Regions from separate parts of the Mus musculus genome. Here region 2 is linked to region 1. Evidence: chromatin contacts called from public targeted proximity ligation data. All regions are on one chromosome and are shown on one strand. The core of a region is the stretch at or near the end of the contact, and the rest is flanking DNA. Distances in the headings are between cores, read along the strand shown.

What was found.
Region 2: a contact with region 1 is called in a targeted proximity ligation map of pancreatic cancer cells. A contact is called at or near these places in 17 of 39 promoter capture datasets (the 3T3-L1 cell line, the HPC-7 cell line, cranial neural crest and 9 more), 4 of 484 Hi-C or Micro-C datasets (cerebral cortex, embryonic stem cells, erythroblasts and 1 more), 5 of 130 datasets of targeted methods (bone marrow-derived macrophages, embryonic fibroblasts, embryonic stem cells and 1 more) and 2 of 9 other capture datasets (adipose tissue and liver).

Annotation. Positions count from the first base shown.
Region 1 is chr19:10,302,774-10,306,688 of GRCm38.p6, forward strand. It overlaps Dagla (diacylglycerol lipase, alpha), which reads right to left and starts at 2,104. Exons shown (of 20, transcript NM_198114.2): 1 at 2,048-2,104.
Region 2 is chr19:10,387,072-10,390,986 of GRCm38.p6, forward strand. It overlaps Syt7 (synaptotagmin VII), which reads left to right and starts at 1,952. Exons shown (of 12, transcript NM_001373944.1): 1 at 1,952-2,442. The coding sequence starts at 2,412.

The DNA.
Region 1 (3,915 bases), core at 854-3,353:
GTTCACTTTCTTTAGGCCATGGTCTCCAGAATGCTGACGTGACAGCTCCCCACTCCCATTCTCAGAACCAAGGGAAATTCTCAAGAGAAAATACACTTTCCAAGTCTCCCTCCCACACAGATACCCTAGATCTGTCAGCCACAGACACCTCCCAGACCTTCCCAGATAATGAGGTGTGTGTGCAGCCCAAGCAAAGAGCTTCCTCCTGTGTGGGCCACTCCAGCAGAACTCCACACTTGCCATGGCCAAGTCCAGAACTAGAACCGTCCTCGGGAGACCCGGGGCCTGGTTCCAGCTCAGTAGCTGACTCACAGTGTCAACAGATCCCACATCCCCCCACCAGGAGCATATATCCTCTGGGTTTCTAATTTCCCATGACAAACCCTCAACCTATGTCTCCCTTCCTCCCCAGTCACATTCCATGCCTCTATTCCCAACCACCTTGTGTCTCTTGCCCTGATGGAAATCCCTGACCTTCGTATAGCCTCTTGCTGCTTATAGAATTCTCCACGCACAGTCTCCTTCATTCTGGGACCACTGGGATCACTGTGTGAAGTGACTCTTAAAGGTAACAACACCAGCTCAAGGTCACACAGCCAAAGACTGGAATTCAAGTTATCTGGCTCTAAAGACAGTGGACAACATGTCAGCTTTAGGGAACTTAACTCAGTTCCCTCAAAGGAGGGAGGCTTCTCCAAGCACCCATGTTGGCAAAGAAACACCCTTCTCATGCAAAGCTCAGCTCTTTGCTTCTACTTCTGTGCCTTCCCCCCCAAGAAACCCATAACACCCTGAAGTCTTCAACGTCTCTAGGGGTCTGCCCACTGATGCTCTGTGAAGTGGGACATCATGTGGCAATGAGAGGAGGAAGGAGATGGGGGCTGGGAGGGGGGAGAGATAGAGGGAGGGAGGGAAGGAAAGAGATAGAGAGATGGGGGACCTTCTCCAAAGCTTCTCAGAAGACTAGTTAGGATATATGCAATCTCCAAACACTCCCAGTAGCCACAGAACCATCTTCCACGCAGCCCAAAAGATACAATTCCCAGAAACCCAGTAGCACCGCCATCAACCAAGTGAAAGGAAGGGCCCAGGGACGACGTAGCCTGGGCTACTTCTCTATACCCTTCTGAGTCTCCTATAATCAGAAACAAGGACCACCAGTGAGAACCACCTATTCCTCCCATCTTCCTCCAAATGGGGGAGGACTCATGAGCCAGGTAAAGGTTCATAACTGAGCAGAGCTCTACCTGGGACAGCAACCAAGAACCTCATGGTAGACACATGGTGTCTCTTATTCTCATCCATCATAAAAAACACCAACCTTCTTCCAGCCTTCTGCCCCAAGGCCAGCACACCAACAGGCATTAATGCTGAGCCCCATGACAGAGACGTCGCCCCTACTGATCTCCCTGTAAGGGTGGGTATTTACCCTCTTATTTACCAGGGTCTGAGGGCCACCTGTCTTCCCTCACAGTATTAGTCATTCCAGGGCACTGCGCTAAGCCAAGGCCATTTCTCACAGCAGGGCCGGAGCCACTAGTCATGCCCAGGACATTGATTCTTTAAGCCCCCAGGACCATCACTCCAAACCATGTCAAGCCCAAGGCCAGAACCATGCCAACCAACATCCAAGCAATGGCAGCACTTTCTCACACCCATGCCCACCGCACCATCACGGCCCAGCATCAGCTGGCCACCCACCAGCACCAGCTGCGTGCATCGCCCTCCTGTACAGAGGGTGCACCCTCCTCACACCTGGGCGGCCACCGCTACACCAAGGCGGGGGTGAGTCTTCTGACACCCTCGCCAGGAAAAATCACGCTGCCCGTGCTGTATCCACGTTGCCCACGCCCGTGCCATGCGTGTCACCATCCCCACGCCGGTGGCCCGGGGCTCCGCGGACCTCACACCTGCCACGAGCGCGCGTGGCAGCCGCACCTCCGCCCGCGGACCTGTCGGACCGGCCACCGCGCGCAGTGGACATTGCCCAGCCCGCCACGCCGCTCGCAGAGCTCCTGCGCCCGGGACTCGGCCCGGGCCCCCTTACCTCCGGCCCGCCGCAGGGCTCGGCCCGCCGCGGCCACTGCGACCGCCACCTCCATCCTGGGCTCCCCAAGGCCCCTATTCACTAACGTTGCTTCCGCAGGGCGCCGGCGCCGGCGCGAAGGCCGCCTCCGCCCCCCGGGGGACGCTGCGTCCTTTACGTAAACCCCACTCCGCCGCCAGCGGTGACCATGGCGACGGCCGTGGGGCGGCAGCGCCCCCTAGCGCCAGGGAGGGGAGAGGCGCGCAGGCCCGAGGTGGTGGAGCCCTGGATCCCCGCGCGTGGGGGCGGTGGGCGCGGGGCTGAGGCCTCCACGGGGGTTCCGTGGGCAGACGAAAGGGGTTGGACCGTGGGCACTGAACAGGGGCACGGTAGCTGCTTGGGTTCCCCTCCTTCAGGTCCCGCGTGACAGGGTTTAGCGTGGGAGATGAAAAATAGCAAGTAGGATCACCGGAGAACTGGTTTGTTTGGGGGAGGAAAGGAGAGAGATGGGTTCCACCTCCTTCAGGGGACCTAGCAGCGTCTTGAGGAGTTGGGACACATCTTTATCTATGTCCTCCTCTTCCCCCCTACTCTCACCCTCCTCAACACCCAGCATAGTGCCTGACAGCAAAAGGGGAGTTTGATCAATTTTGATTTTCTGATAAATGAAGAAAATCGCCCCTCCTGTTCTCCTTCACACACGCCCATCCATTCATGCGCAAGTCGCTCAACTCGCCTTCCTGAAAGCTGCTTTTTGGCAGGGACACAGCTATGCTGGTGTTCTGGGTTGAGTCTGGGGAGTGGGTGGGAGCAGGCTTGCCCTTAGAGATATCAGGTCACATGGGGGCTAAGCTAAGAGCTGCAGCTGCACAGGGGGTCATAGGTAAGATTGGATCTAGCGGTCATGATGATGCAATCAGTTAAGTCTCCAAAGTCGAGCAGAAAGATATGAGAGGTCGAAAGGAAAGTAACGCAGAAAGCAAGCGTGTGAAATGTTTCCTGGGCTCAGACGTCATTCTGAGAATGACGTCAGGATGATTGACTTGTTCTGTAGGCCTGGAGGACATAGGTGGACATCTGACTGAAAGTGAAACCCTGCATCCGGGACAGACTTCTCCTCGTTGCAGAGTTCAGCCCCTCGCCAGGCAATTCGGTAGCATCTACGGTTATTGCAAAGATAAGCTCTGGCTTAGGTAAAGAAAATGGATTTGGGGAACAAATATGAGCACTTCAAGAATTCCTGGAGAGGAGCTCCCGATGTCTCAGGAAGTTCAGAAATCTGGGGAGGCCTGGGTTCAGGGACGTTATCTCTAGATTGTCATGGTCCATTCAAACCACACAGTTGGAGATAATATCTCTTGCTTCAAAGTCCCAGACACCTGGAAGAAAGAATTATATTGGTCCTGTGAACCATGGTAGATCAACTGATGCCAGGCAGAAAGGACTCTGCAAAATCAGCTCTTTTCCTTACTCACCAAAGTTCCTAATGGAGAAAGCATGCCCACGTGGCCATCCCTAAATAGTCTACTACAGTCTACCCCTTAGCTGTCCGGCACATAGAAAACTACACAAGTTCCACACACACACACACACACACACACACACTCGCACACACACTCACACACACACACACACCATCATCATCACCACCATCACCATCATCATCATCCCCATGTATCCAATCCTCGACAAACCAGTTCTGACCAGTTCTATAATGTGGGAGGCTAATACTACTGGGATTCTCAAGGTGATGTCCTGTTCTTGGTCAGCTGCATCAGTGAGCCCCATGTAGGGCATCCCACACCAGGATTATTCACTGCTACTAACATAATCTCTGAACTCTTTCAGCTAGGTATGTGACACGGACAAGGACATGCCGTAGGGAAGCT
Region 2 (3,915 bases), core at 702-3,201, 84 kb after region 1:
TGGCATGCAAAATGCTGGGATTTAAACCAAGAATTTCTCCATATCCTCTAAGCAGCTTCCGTGGCTGCATTGGGCTCCCGGGATCTCTTCTAGGGGCTTGATTTTCACCATTTGTCACCTGAGGAGGTGGCTTGTGTCATCTCTCTGATGTCCTCTTCATCGGCTCTGAGAAACTGGGAGCTTCTAGCTGCCCGGCAAAAGACCTGTCAGGTTGCAATGGCAAGGGAGTATGCTGCCCCCCCCCTCAGGGTGGGAGGGATCTGGAGTAGGATGGTTCCTGCAGAAGGGCCCTTTCTGCATACCACTGATGGTGCCCTGTAGATGAGGCACTCTTGCCCTGAGAGAGGCGGCTGGATTTAGGAGGAGGGATGAATGAAAACTGGAGACCCTAGAGCCCCAGCTTGGCTTCCTAGAGTTTGCTAGGCCCCCCAAACAGGCTGTGGCTAGCTCCTGAATTCTTGGGTGCATGATGAATGGGGGACAGAGCAGTCCTTGATCACAGAGTGAGGGCTGAGATTTCTGGCCACTGGGGAAATACAGACCCAACTGTCCACGTGCCTTTTCCCCACTTCCGTTTTATTAGACTCTTCAATCCCAGGAAGTATGTTCTTCACCAGAACCGTCTTAGAGAAGTTTTGCTGGGGAATTTTCCTTATCTATTTCTCAACCGGAAAAGCTGTGGGTGGAGGTGAATATGTGTGTGTGTGTGTGTGTTTCTATGTGAGTTCCAAGAAATGGTGTGTGTGTTTTGTATGTGTGTGTGCACGAGCACAATGAGCGACTTTTGGAACAAAGGTTCATCCCCATGGGTGCTGGCTGCCTGTACTGTGTGGGAGGTGGAGGTATGGCAGGGCACGAGCCATACACACAGTATAAAGCCAGATAGGTGGCTTTTGAGGAGCAGAAACCTTCAATGTTGAAAAGCCTGGTTCACTTGTGAACTGCATGGAAGGAGGAATGCTGACATTTGTAACCCAAAGATTGTGCTGTCTTAGCCATTCAACCTTTTCAGTATAGGGTATGGCAAGACATGCACCGTAGGAGGGGTCTATTGCTTTTCATGACCTAGGTAGTTTGTATGCTTGAGAGTGTTGGGGGCAGGGAAGTGAGTACCTGTGTAGACGTGTGCAAGGCGGCATGGTATTTTATCCCCATGTTTCAGTCGTGGGTCTTAAAAGTCTCCTCCCTGCCCCAGAATCAAACAATCTCTATTGTGTAGAGAAAAACAGAGTCTTTCCTATTTGGACAATGTTGAAAAGATACAGGGGCAGAGAGCACACCAAGATATTCTCAAGGTTGACAGGAGAAGGGGGGTTTTCGTTCTTATCAAGGGTGCCCTGGGTCAAGGGAAAGGACCGGAAGAATGGGGTCGGAAAAGGAATGAATAGGGGCTAAACGGTTGCTTTCTTCTCTCTTGGAGCTGGAATAAGTGGGAAGGTTCTTGATACTTAGTACCCCACGGAAGATGGAGATTCTAGTCCTATTCGTTCCTGCAGCTGGCCAGCTCTAGGAAAGACAAGCCCGTCAGACCGAGGCCCAGCGCTGGCAACATACTCCACTCCTGGTTTTGATACCCACCAACCCTTCTTCTCTGGCCCTCCGCTGTTCCTTGTCCCGAGCTAACGCCCTCGAGTAGCCACCGAGCGGAAAATCTGGGGTGGATCTCCACGCCTTTCGGAGCGGAGTCAGAGGGCACCTCGGAGGAGGTGGCCAGCTGGGCGACCCTGTGGCGTGAGACACCACCGCCACCCGTGGTGCACGGGCCGAATGGATCGCGTCTTCCGTAAACTAGACGAGCATAGCGGTGGAGCTCTGCCGTCCTTCCAGGCGGGGCCCAGTGAGCGCCTGGGGTGCGCGGGGCGGCGGCCGTGCCCTCGGGGCGGCTCCGGGCGGCGGCGGCCAGTCTAGGGCTGCAGTGCAGCGCGCGGCCGACAGTGGGCGCAGCAGCGGCAGTGGCCGTGGCGCTCCACGGCGGGCGGGCGGCGCCGGCGGTGCCCCGGGCGCGCACACACTCTCTCGCTCTCTCTCTCACACACACATACACACACACATACACACACACTCACTCACTCACACACGCACGCACACACATACATACACACATACACACACACACACACATCGCCTCGTACACACTCACACACGCTCCGGCGCGCACACGCGGCGCGCAGGCCAGAGGGAGGAGGCTCCGCGCGGCTCGGCGGCGGCGGCAGCGTGCTCCGCGGGCGGCCCGGAGGGCTGGCGGGCGGCCCCCGCTCCCCGGCTCCGCGGCTCGGTGCAGCCCGCGCGGCCCCCGCCCTCGGACCCGCCCCCGGGGGTCGCCCGGCCCCATGCCCTGCAGCGGCGGCAGAGAAGCGCGCGGCCGCAGGCGGCTCTGAGGAGCCCGGAGGGAGCCGGCGACGAAGGGGACCATGTACCGGGACCCGGAGGCGGCCAGCCCAGGTAAGCGCGGCCCCGCGAGGGCTGGGGCACCCCGCACGGGCTGGGGCGCCCCGCACCGGCGGGTAGGACGGCTGCAGCGCCTGGGCGCCGTCTCGGAGCCCCAGCCTGGGGCTGCTGTCGGCTGGAGCCGCACGAATTGCACCCCTTTCTACCAGGGTCATCCGTGCCCCGGGGGCGTGGGTTCTAGTGGCAGAGACTCTTATTCAAACCCCGCAGTCGGGACATTGATAGGCTGGATGCCCGGGGCCGACTTCGCAGTGTCCCCACAAAGACCTCCCCCCCCACCCCCAGCAGCCCAAGGACAACGTGTGTGGCGGAGCGAGGAGCTGCTGTCCCCGTGGGAGCCGGGCAGTGCCCTCAGAGGTACCCCCTGCTCCCCAGCACCAGTGCCCCGGGGATGTCAGTGTTGGGGGACCTCAGGGCAAAGAAGATCCTGGCAGCTTTGGGCCAAGATGTGGGCACAGAGGAGCGGAGTGTCATCTGCGGTGCCAACTGTGAATTGAGAGGGCTCCAGGGGGCAAGTGGGAATCTGGTGCAGCGGCGGGGGATAGAGGCTTCTGGGAGGTGGGGAACCGCAGGAGCGGTGAAGGGGGAGGCAGGGGTACCTGAAGAGAAAGCGCAGCAGTGGATGACAATGGGGGCGGCGGGCAGTGTTCTCCTAAGCTTGGGGAGGGGGGACGCAAAGAATACCAAACTCACTCCAGTCCTACCAGGGAAGGGGGGAAGGGGGCCGCACCCCTTTGCCTTTCTGAAAGGGAGTGGCCTGCGAGCCCACTGTCGGCTTAGCTTCCATCTAGCATCCTTGGAGCCTAAGCCAGGAATCTCTCCTTCTTCCTCTGGAGATTGCTCTGCCATTTCCTCCTTGGCTCCTGCCGCCTCCCCCACGCAGTGCCCACCTGTAGACAGGTCTCCTTCAGCTCCTGTCCAGGCTCAGTTCCAGCTCCCACCTGGGATACTTCTCTAAACCCAGCAGGACCCCCCTACCCCCACTCCTGCTAGTTCACGCCTCCTGCCCTCCGGGGTCTGTTTCTGGGCTGCTCTCCAAGGCTAAAAGCTCCAGCCTAAGACCTACTCCTACAAGAGTCTCTGGGTTTCCCCTACAAGGGTCTCTGGGGGAGGCAGGTGCTGTGAAGAAGGCCAAGTCGAAACCCTCCACAGTAGGGGACTCAAGTCCTTGAAGCTCTGCACAGGAAGCTTTCGGACACTGGCTTTGCCCATTTATGCCCAATCCACACTTGCTGTCTTCTTCCCAGGGGCAGTCCAAGTCCACTGAGGTTGACCTCCTGGGGGCCAGACACTGTATTCAGTCAGCACTGGGCTCTGAGACTCAGTCTCCTCTGGAGCTTCACGCCCTTCTCTAAATGTCCTCTAGGTGTGGGCTGAAGGGACATTACCTTTGAGGGGCCTTTTCATCTGAACAGGTCACCTAGCCTGACATTTCTCCCTAGGGAGAACTAGGGGCATCCTCTTGCT